Regions from separate parts of the Gossypium hirsutum genome. Here all the other regions are linked to region 4. The links are chromatin contacts, called in public Hi-C maps. All regions are on one chromosome and are shown on one strand. Each heading gives the region's core, a stretch centred on a gene start, on an enhancer-like site or on the middle of the called end of the contact. The rest is flanking DNA. Distances are from core to core; before and after follow the strand shown.

The links. A called contact is a pair of places that touch in the nucleus more often than the background predicts.
Region 1: a Hi-C map of leaf shows a contact between it and region 4, with 3 times the contacts expected there. The contact joins the enhancer-like site here to the promoter of LOC107911458 in region 4. A contact is called at or near these places in 13 of 34 Hi-C or Micro-C datasets (anther, callus, fibers and 4 more).
Region 2: a contact with region 4 is called in a Hi-C map of leaf, with 1.7 times the contacts expected there. The contact joins the enhancer-like site here to the promoter of LOC107911458 in region 4. A contact is called at or near these places in 3 of 34 Hi-C or Micro-C datasets (hypocotyl and leaf).
Region 3: a Hi-C map of leaf shows a contact between it and region 4, with 2.9 times the contacts expected there. The contact joins the enhancer-like site here to the promoter of LOC107911458 in region 4. A contact is called at or near these places in 5 of 34 Hi-C or Micro-C datasets (callus, leaf and petal).

What each region holds. Positions count from the first base shown.
Region 1 is chrD08:41,458,311-41,461,043 of Gossypium_hirsutum_v2.1, reverse strand. LOC107911437 (ABC transporter F family member 3) reads left to right here. Exons shown (of 19, transcript XM_041098176.1): 16 at 35-120; 17 at 242-304; 18 at 417-577; 19 at 1,353-2,062. The coding sequence ends at 542. Among protein-coding and RNA genes, the nearest start is that of LOC107911437, 8.6 kb to the left of the region's middle. Within about 2 kb of position 1,318, at least 9 of the 9 cell types and tissues checked have an H3K27ac peak or open chromatin away from gene starts, as enhancers often do. A contact at or near this core is called in fibers, hypocotyl and leaf, where this site is marked.
Region 2 is chrD08:41,409,420-41,412,389 of Gossypium_hirsutum_v2.1, reverse strand. No RefSeq gene overlaps it. Among protein-coding and RNA genes, the nearest start is that of LOC121219805, 4.9 kb to the right of the region's middle. Within about 2 kb of position 1,504, at least 3 of the 9 cell types and tissues checked have an H3K27ac peak or open chromatin away from gene starts, as enhancers often do. A contact at or near this core is called in hypocotyl and leaf, where this site is marked.
Region 3 is chrD08:41,121,243-41,123,942 of Gossypium_hirsutum_v2.1, reverse strand. No RefSeq gene overlaps it. Among protein-coding and RNA genes, the nearest start is that of LOC107911494, 32 kb to the right of the region's middle. Within about 2 kb of position 1,417, at least 1 of the 9 cell types and tissues checked has an H3K27ac peak or open chromatin away from gene starts, as enhancers often do. A contact at or near this core is called in leaf, where this site is marked.
Region 4 is chrD08:41,254,913-41,257,751 of Gossypium_hirsutum_v2.1, reverse strand. LOC107911458 (myb-related protein 308) reads right to left here and starts at 1,429. Exons shown (of 2, transcript XM_016839280.2): 1 at 1,148-1,429; 2 at 333-1,052. The coding sequence starts at 1,280. The coding sequence ends at 403.

The DNA.
Region 1 (2,733 bases), core at 69-2,568, 200 kb before region 4:
ACATGTTTCTAATTGCTTTGATTGCCAATGCTAGGCGGTCAAAAAAGTAGAGTTGCTTTTGCAAAGATAACTTTCAAGAAACCACACATAATATTGCTTGATGAGCCATCCAATCATCTTGTAAGTCGTAATATTTTTCTCTCTCTCCATATTTCTTGATATTAAGACATGGTTAAGTCTTCAATAATTCCAGGATTTGCATGGAAAGTTTTATAACCACTGACTGTGACACTGAAATTAGGATTTGGATGCTGTGGAGGCACTAATTCAAGGCCTTGTCTTGTTCCAAGGAGGGATTCTGATGGTATAAGTCGTGTTGTCTTTGTCATTTTAGTTTGCACAATAAATAAATATTAAGATTATTTTGGTCCTATTTCGAAATTCTGAGATGGAATTGTGTGTGATGGCTCCTGCAGGTTAGTCATGATGAACATCTGATATCTGGAAGTGTAGATGAACTGTGGGTGGTGTCTGAGGGGAGGGTGAACCCTTTCCATGGAACTTTCCAGGACTATAAGAAGCTCCTCCAGTCCTCTTCCTAAAAACTGTTATCCGATATCAAATTTTCTACATGAAGGTAATTCGAGGTTTAGAGCAAATTCCTTGTTTCTTTTTAGGGAAAAAAGTTTTTTTTTTGTTCAAATGCAATAAGAGGGATTTCTGGGTATGGAGTTTGAAGTAAAAAAAAAATGTTAAACTATGATTGTCTTTCTCAATTTGAGGGATAAAGCTTATTCGTTTGCTTTTGTTATTGATTCTCATGAGATTACTTGAAGCTTCATCTTTGCGCTATGAGGTCTACACCTACAGCACCGCATTTTTTTTGGGCTTAGCTATCAATTCAAATACTAAACAGTTTTTATGTAAATATATATTTAATATTTGCTGCTAATAGTTAAAAATACGAGCTTCAAAGACCAGGTTTTTCTTTTGGGGTTTCCAATTGGGCTCCATAGACGACTTGAAATGCAAGTGAAAAGCATGGCATGCCTAAGCTCAAGGGGGTTCTTAAAAAAATAAATATTCAGGCATTCGAGTACATTAAAATATCAAATCTAAGCCCTGGTCAAGCTAGTTGAAGAAGGTGCTGAAACATTCAGCTTAAATGTTCTCGCAAACTTGCGATAACTTCCTCAACCATGTTTTCGGCTACTTCTTTCCAAAACAATGTAACATAAAAAAGGTGTCAAATGCAGAGTTGTGATGTAGTTTAAACTGCAAATTATGATTATTGTGCATGCGAAGTATCGAACCCCATCCAGTACCGTGGGTGGGTACTATGATACCACTACACTAAGTGCTCGGCTTTTGATTGGACCTTATTTTTTATATTTTCTATATTATTTTAGAAGCCTTCTAGAATGCCCCTTGGCGGCTTCGCCTCCTTAACCGACAAGAGATAAAGTGAGAATCCTCCTTGAGCGGGTTTCAAATCTCAGTAATCCAATCGATTTCAGAACAAGAAGTAGAATAAGAATGGATAACAGCGAGGGCAACAATTCCCCCAGCTTGATCTCTCGTGAGAAGTTGGGAGAGGTGGCAACCTGGGTCAGCGCCACTGTGGTCTCCGCCTTTTTCTCCTCTCTCGAGCGCTTCTCCTGCGTTAACCTCTCCACCAACGACCCTGACGATGACGACAATCCCAACGAGGCCAAGGACCGCCCTCTCACCTACTCCTAAATATCTCTCTCGGTACTTGCCACGTCATATACTCTCTTGCTTTCTCTTGATTTATGGTCTTTGTATACAGAACCAAGAAAAAAGTATTAAGGAAACTTTAAATGCTCTATATTTGTTGGTCGTCCTGATTGAAAAGGGAACTCTTCTGTAATAAAGGCCTTTTTTTTTTGGATATTCAATCATCTAAGTCTGTTGGTGCTGTGTTTTCTCAAAAGTCACAAGTCAAAACCCGATCGAACAATATGGAGTTTGAATTTGATTCCTAGGTTTCGTTGTGGAACTGTCTTTTCCTTATCAGTTAAAGGAGTTACTGTGTGTGTGTGTGATTTAAATATTGAATTGTAATCTTTTGAAGCTATGCAATGAGTTCATATTAAGATGATTGATGGAGATTGGTTTAATCAGTTCTTCGGAATCTTTCAAAACTATGTGCATTTTTCATAAAGGAGAGAGTTCACATTTTCTTTTTAGGGTGTTTCATTAAGATCCGATTTCTGACTTGGATTGACTACCCATGCCTTTTCTTTGCTTGCCAAAAGGTGCAGCTCCTGGATTAACCATGTTGGTTCTATACAATCTCGTTGCTTAATTTGGGAGTGGTAGGCAGCTTTTGGTCTTCGATGAGAAAATAAAAGTTGATTTAGGGCCTTCGTAAGCAAGCATATGGATTTAGGGCTTCTCAGACATAGAACTACATTTTTAACTACAAAGGTTTCTCCTTTCCTTTCAATGGGCTTCTGACTAATGGAAAGGAACTTGAGAAATGATGATCAGGTGTCTAATTAGGCATTTAGCTATAAGTCCTTCCTATCTTCAAATGGAGCAATATGTTCCTGTAAATTAGGGGCCTAGCGGCCCTTAGAATTGTCCGTCTCTAAGCTCGTTTCAAATTCTGTCATGGTTCACAAGAGAGCTTTATATTTACATGTCCTTGTACAATACATTGGCCTGTTATTAGCCCCAGGGAAAGTTATAGCTTTAATGATATGTCAACCTTAAGCTGTTATATGATTATATTTGCGGTTAGGTACTTATTCCTAGGTCATTTTCTTC
Region 2 (2,970 bases), core at 255-2,754, 150 kb before region 4:
ACTTAATTCACCTTTAAAATACTTGTCCTTTCTTAGAAGCCAAAATTTTGGGGCATTACACATTCACCTACTTCAAACATTTTATCTCAAAGTTCCATTATACCTATAATTAAAATAGCTAGCATGATTACTATGCTTCGCATTGGATTGATTATTTATTTGTGTGAAATTATGGAGTAAAAATTTGAAAGTTAAAATATACTCTAATCCTATTTTTACTCTTAAAGATTTAGACTCTACTTTTTGGATTTAAAATTTTAGGTCCAATTGTTGCCACTGTTAAAATTCCATTGATGACACATTTTAAAATAGGTTGATTATTTGTTTGTATCAAATTATGGAGTAAAAATTTGAAGGTTAAAATATGATCTAAGTCCCTATACACTTCATACAAAAGTTTAGTCTCATTATTTTATTTTTTAGGAATTTAGTTTCTCTACTTTTCAAATTTAAGAATTTAAGTTTAGTTATTACCCCGTTAAATTATTTAGTTAAATTCAGTGTTGTGGCATTTTAAAATTAAACAAAAATCACTTAGTAATAATGTAATAAAAATTTTATGTTGAAAATGCTTATGTAAATTAAAAAAAACACACATTCGAACTCGTCATGATAGAATATTTTTTATTGGATTAATGTTCTTAAATTATATTTATAAAATGGAAAAAAATATGGATGTCCATGTGTCAATAGAAGGAAGGTCTTTTTAACCTTACTTTTATATATAGTTACATAGATAATCCACCTAAACCTTATATTTTATTTTCATTAATCATATTAATAATAAAATAGGATATAATTAGCTTTTTTTGTGAGAGCTATGATCTCTTATCTATAAGCAAAGTTAAATTATGTGTAAGTCATATATCTAATGTATCAATTTATTAACTTGCTATTTTGAGATGCTTTAGCGATTGGCACATCGAAGCGTACAGATCATACATATACAATAGTATACTTACTCTAGATTAAGGTTAACAAGTACCATAAGTGAATTAATTTCTAATTGAATTTTTAAGATGTATTCAACTAGGATTTAATATACCACGGGCCCATGAATTGCTCAATATACAACTAGAATAGAGTGTCTAGGTGTTGTTTGTTCTGGCCCATTAGCTCTCAAAGTCCCCACCAACCTACAAGGTGTTGTTTGTTTTGGCCCATTAAACCTCATAGTTTCATTCACAGAAGGCACCTCACAGATTGAAGATAGTTTGAGCTCTTGTATCAGAATCTAGTACACAACCCATGTGAGATACATGGCTCCTTGGCGGTGTCTGCTTAATCGTATCATTAAATATGAAGATTATATATGGTGTGCCCGACATTATGATTTTAATATGGCTTTCCATCTAAACGTAATATATACTGTCTTTTACCAATATAGTAGGAAATGGGTAAAAGTGGAGCCTGAATGGAATCCCATGTCCCAACCTAAACCTTATAGAGACGTGCCACCTAACAATGAGTTTTTCTTGTTTCCGGGCTTTGCCACTCACATGTGATGCAAGATTGAAGCAGCAGTACTCTTTTGTTTTCACCAACGTGTACAGAATCAAGACATCTATCATGTGCTTGTCTCATGTCTCTACTTTCATCTCTAGCGTGCGACTCATTTAATACATTTGTTTTGGTGTTCCACAAGTGTACATGAAGACTCCGAGCAACCATTTCTCCCTTGTACTTGAAGGTTATGTGGTTTGTCGTTTACTTTGAAGGTTGAAGGTCGGAGAGTTGTTATTTCAAAAAAAAAAATTCTAGCTAAACTTTTCTCTATTAATTTATATATATTTGAAGTATGTTAATTTATGTTTGCTATGTGACATAATGTGAGGCTATCTTGTGCCACAACTAGATTGGCTATTAGTGCTATTATGGCACAAACTAATTGTGTTAGTGCGAGAATATTAACTTGGGTGACGAAACACAAGTTTAGGTACTAATGAGGTACTTGTGGACAAAGTTCAAAGAGTAAACTACATATCAACTCTATAAAATATATCTTATTATAAAATATATTTCAATTGTCAAACATGCTACTATAATATTTGTTGAAACATTTTTAGAACATATATAGTGTTCCAATAATTACAAATGAATAATTATAAGTAATCAAAAATTATGTTACTTTGTTATTAATCAAGAGTTGTCATTATTCATAGTGATAGATTATGTCTATTGTCACTGAAAGTTATATTACTTGATTATTAAAAAAAATTATGATTATTCAAGTAATATGTAATGAATATTTTTTTTTCATTCTTAATAGATGTGACTATCCAAATAGATATCTAGTTAATGGTTATGTATCTATGAAGAGACATGATAACTCTTATAGGTAGGAGTGAAATTTTATTTGTATGGTACACCAAAAAGAACTCAAACAAAGTTTCTATGTTCTCCTCTATCTTTTAATATTCAAAGATTATTTTATAAAGACTTGTTGCAGAAATTCTCTATAGAATTTGATACTCTAGATTTGCTTTGCTTAGTGAACTATTATCATCATACGGTTATTGGGTTTCATTGTATCTTCGAGATTTATTTGCCTTAACTCTTTTGCATACAAAAATATAGGTAGGATTGAATAGAATCTTAAAGATAGTGACATAGTTATATGTTTTGAAGCCTTTGTTAATTTTTCATAAGTTTAATTTATCCCCACACACCAACAATCATTTGTAACAAATATAATTATGATGTATTTGTTTCATTAAAAACAACTTTTAAAAAAATTAAGAAAACTTACTAAACAATGTAGAAAATATTAGCTTTAAATTAATCTTTAATCTCCTCTTAACAAATTTAGAAAGAAAAAAAAAGCAATGTAGGGCTTTGGTTGTTGTTGTCGTGGTCAACGAAGGAGTCAGCAATTTCAGACTAAACTTGAGGAAAAGCCCCAGGAAATTAGGCTTTTTGAAGAAAACACAAATGCTGGCCTGACTTGAAGCACTATAAAAACTGAATGAA
Region 3 (2,700 bases), core at 168-2,667, 130 kb after region 4:
GAAGGCAAGAGACGACTTAGGAATAATTTAATTTATTTGGATTATTATTTAATTGGTTGAATAAATTAAATAATTGAACTTAAAATGAAAACTAAGTTATGTAGTCATTGTAATTTAATTTAATTTTATCCGTATAATTAAATAAGTTTACATATAAATTCTAATATGATAAAGTCGTTATGATTTTAACAAAATTAAAATTGATTTTTTTAAATTATATAATTAGAATTAAAAATTTTAGTTATTTTTAATTGAAAAATATTTAAAGGAATATTTGATTAAATACATGGTCTTGATTTTTTATTTAAACCAAGGGAGGTAAGTTGAATAAATTGGACCAGATAAAGGTCAGCCCAATTAAGACAAGGGGTTGCGGCATAGGGACTTGACTTTTTTTCCATGGGAGTTGCCGGCCGATACACTCTTGAGTCTTAATTGGATCGGAACTCCTCTATTTTAATTAATTTAGAACTTCGAATGGGAATTAAACTCTTGCATAAGTTCCTCTATAATAAAAATTATGAAGTATCAAATACTAAAGAAAAATTCTATATAAAATTAGTGATATTTTATTTGGGTAATTTTATATAAACTTAGTGATATTTTATTTGAGTAATTTTTCTTATAATCAATTTTTTTTAAAAAAAAACAAATTTGGATTCTAGACCAGGAGTAAGTATAATTTCAATTATCAACTTATTATAATTCGAATCTAGAAAATTGAAAATTTTGGTTTCCACTATAGAGGATTGAGCAATGGCTCTTTTTAGGGAGAGTTTAGGTTTTGTTTTTAATACATGTGATTTGGTTTTTTATTTATAACTTATTTATCCAAAAATGATTTTTTAAATATATTTATTTTTTTTAAAATTTTTAGAATTAAAACAAAATTGATAGGTTTTGTGAATGTTGAAGGCTAAATTCATATTAGGCTAAAAAAAGGCCCCACGTTAGCTTTTCATCATTGGCCTAATGACAACGAACGGAAGAGTGATTAAAATATTTAATTTGAAAAAGTGAAATAATTAAATTAAAAAAATTAATAGTTAGATGATCAAAATGGAACTAAATTCATAGGTGGGTGAACACATGGGGTTTCTAACTACAACAAATGATATTTTTTTTATTCCTCATTCGTTGTGCTTTATACTGATTTCATTTTAAGTTGTAATTGTTTGGATATATATTATACTTATCTAATATTAAACCTTTCAAAAAAAATTCTAAAATTATAAGTTAGAATTTTCAATTTAAAAAGTTTGAAATGATGAATGGATTTTGGCTCCACCTAAAATAAATTTTTAGTTTCGTGGCTCGATAATTATATTGTGTGAGACGGGTTACAATGCCTATCATCCCTACGGTCAATTATTTCAAAACATATGGGTGTTTTGGGCACAGCTAGAGTTGATTGTGTAGACATCATTTGCATGAGGATGGCATTGGTCTAGGCTTCTTATGACTATGATCTTTTGCGGGTCCCAAGTCTATCCGACTACTTTTTGCATCATCAAAAGTCATAATCAAAAGCATGTTGGACATTGAAAAATATCAACCAAAAGCTCATCTCCTTCATTCCATGGGCTTAAAGTTGGGAGGCAAAAAAACCCTTACTGAATTGGGCAAAACCCAACCAAAGGTAAGTGTAATAACCCATTTTGCCCGGCCCAATAAATACCAAAAAATAAAGTAAATTAAAATATCCACTATTAACAGCCTAGTTTTTTATAAATATTAAAATTAAACCAAAAATTCAATTAAATAAATGTCCACTTACAGACTCAAAGCCCAATTCAGTCCTTAACCCAAATACTAAACCTATCAGACTCACCGAGCCCAATACACCCTAGCCCAATAACCCAAATTATATCAAACCCGAGTCCAAAAATAACCCAATTACAATAACCCAAATTACCAACCCAAAATCAAACCCAAAATCAATATGGCCCAATACCCTAGCTCAATTAGCCTAAAGCAAAATCAGAAAACCCTAGCAGCTTGCAGCAAGCCCTCGCGCCGCAATCAGGCTCTGCCCTTGCACGTGCGCCACCGCCTCCACGCCACGCGCCTCCGTACACTGTACTTGCAAATGAAACGAAGACAACGCAGCACACAAAAGAACAAAAAAAGAAGAAAAGAAAATAACAAAATAGCACAAAGAGAAAATAGGAGAAAAAGAAGAAAGATTGATGTATTTTTGGGGCTATAAAACCCCATTTTCTGTATTGTTTCGGGGATCCCGATTTGAAAAAAAGAAATAACAAAAAGAGAACGATTAACAGTTGAAAGGAGTTGATTAATTATTTTTACTTTTTTTTCTTTTTGCGTTTCTCTACTGTTTTCTTTGATTTTTTTTTCTATTTTCTATACAAAATAAGAAAACAATAGAGATTTACCTTCATCATGTGACGGTTGGATCCCTGTTTCTCTCGTCGCAATCAGAGCAAATGGGGTTCTGAAGGGCTGAGCAGGCGACGGAGGATGGGAAACAGGAAACGGCGCTCTCCCTTTCCTCAGCAATTTTAGATGAAAATTTTTAGATTTAGGTTTTTTTTAGCTTTTAAATTCTTTAAAAAAACGGCACCGTTTGGTGCCTTGACCCGGTGATCCGATTTGATTCGGGGAGGATCCGCGCCTTTTTAAATCAAGGGGAAATTTGCGCACTGAATCCCCTTGCATTGGCTTTCATTTCGATTCAAT
Region 4 (2,839 bases), core at 180-2,679:
TATTTATAGGCTCGATTAACAGATACGAAATTCCAAATCCACATTTTCTAACCTTACCGAAAATCGGATCCTTACCGTTTTTACTTCTGTATATATTATAAATAGATTAAATGTGTTAGGTATTATCATTTTGTTATTTAATAATTTTAGTACAAATCTAAATCAAAATGACTGAGGTGGCTTTGTTAATAAGGAAGTGCCTTGAAAGGTGATGTAGAACGAAAGAGCAACGGCAACATGTTTTTCGGTTGTTTTCTTCCTTACTATCGTTTCTCGTATTTCTTAATTCGATCCTAAGGAAGATTCAGTTCCAGATACTGTTTTTGAGAGTGTTTTTAGGATTTTAATTAGTAGTTCATTGAGATTGAATTATACAGTGGAGAATCTTGTAGCAGAAAATACTCAAAAACAAGAGAGAACATCAAATATGGAATCTCTTTCGCCAGGGTCATCGCCATCAAGAAGTTTCTGGTATTCTTCAAAAATGTCGTCAAGCAAATTACTATCTCCTACGGGTGTGGCATCTGAAAACGCCTCAGCGTCAGGAAATTCTAGGTTAGTATCAGCTGCAAAGTCGGACCAATAGCTAGGAATATAAAAAACATAGGCATCATTGGTTCCTTTGCTCCCTTCACCGCTGCTAGATGACCCACTTATGAGGCTGTCAAAACTGCTGCTCCTTGATATTACTGAGAATGGCGAAACCCTGCTGGCTTTTGGTTGATGCAGCACCTTTATCTCTTCTTTCTCCTCCACATTGGCCTTTTGCTTCTTTTCAGTGGCTTTCTTGGCTTTACGGCTGCTTCTTGTAGTTGAATTAGTTTGTGAATTATTGAGCACCCTTTTGCTGAGGTGAGAATTCCAGTAGTTCTTGATTTCATTGTCGGTCCTGCCTGGAAGTCTTTTAGCAATGAGAGACCAACGATTTCCCAGAAGAGAATGAAGCCTGATAATGAGGTCGTCCTCGTCGGGAGTAATGTTTCCTCGCTTGATATCAGGTCGGAGATAGTTAATCCATCTTAGTCGGCAGCTTTTTCCGCACCTAAGCAACCCTGAACAGTGCCCACCAAACCCAAAATCAATGAAATTACAACTAGAGCAAGAAATAAAATTGTAGCTGCTTATTAAGACAGATGTAGAAAATTACCAGCCATTTTAGGCAAAGATCTCCAATGACCTTCTCCATGAGCCTGTATATAATTAATCAGCAATGTGTCTTCTCTGGCTGTCCAAGGACCTCGGTTCAAACCTACCTTAGAACAACATGGGGCTCTTCCCATTTTTTTTTTCTTTCTTCTACGATTCCAGCCGCACAATCTGAAATGATCACAAAAACCAGAAAAGAGGTGATGTAAACTCGAGAGAGAGAGAGAGAGAGAGTGCGTGTATGTGTGCGCTAAAATGAGCACATGACACTACAAAGCCGTCGCCTCCTTTTTAAAGCCATGAAAGGGGGAACGTTAATGATCTAGAAATAGCCACATGCGCCATCCTTATTTTTTTAACCGTTAAAATATACAATAATTAGTGGTATTCACAAATTTAAAAATTTTTATTTTAAAGAATTTATTTTTTTTAGTTTAAAAATTTAGGTTGAATTATTGATACTGTTACATTTTTTGCTGTTAAATTTATTGATATAAAATATTAAAAAAATCATTTAATATCTATTTAACTAAATAATAATAATTTTAAAATTATTAACAATTTAATCTAAATTTTAAAATTAAAAAAAAATTAATTCCTACTAGTAAAATATAGAAACTACATTTCTAAAGAGTACATATATATTTTAAAAAATACCTTTGCTTTTTAACTCATTTGTTTTTTACAGAGCCTAGGAAAAAGAATAAGAAAGAGTGGCAACCAAGCAGGTAAAATTCACCCGCCTGGCTTTGTTATACTATTAAAATACCCCTCTTTAGAATTTATAACGATTTTAGTATATTTCCTTTAAAAACACACTATTTTAGTATTTTTAACTATTTAAGAGTTTAAAAAAATATTTTATTTTTTATAATCATTTTTACATATTTCGATAATAATTTCTTATTTTCATGAGATTTTATAACATAGATTTAGTTTAGATTAATAAAAATAAAAATTATGTAAAATATTACAGTAGATTAAAACTAAATAAAAAAATTTTCATTTTAGGATTGAATTAAGAGTTAAAACATTAAATAGAGTTTGAGGGGAAGAATTTATATTCAATTGAGTTGGACTTGATCAAAGGGTGATATCAACTTAATAAGCTTCTTAAATATAATTAAAAATCCTGTCACATGAAAATGTATGTGAAAACCATATATTTAGAACATAGAAGTGCGTATAAAATAACATATGATAAATAATAAAATGTACGGTTTGAAATTAATTAATAATACAATTAAAATATAATATTATATTAAAATAAAGCTTTACTTTAGTGGTAAAGTTGATTTATTAGTGTAAATTGTATGGATTCAAATTCAACCGCATGAAATTTTTTATTAGGTTTTCTAAAAAATAAAAAGACTAAAGTACATAAATAGTTTTTTAATTATTGAATAACATAGTGTTTTTATTTAAATAAAAAATAAAAAATAAAAAAGGTGTTACTATTAACTGCTTTCAAGCCACACTTTTTATATATTATTTTAAATGTTGTAAGTATGTAATAAAATTTAGAATATATATAAATAGAGATTGGTTGGGAGAAAAAACAACTCATCTCATACCATGTGGCATTCCTGCACTACAGTTTGCATAGACATGGGAACAAAAACACGGTAAATAAAAAATGCATGCATCCAATGATGGAATAATTTGAGAAGAAGAGATTTGATTGGGTTGGAAA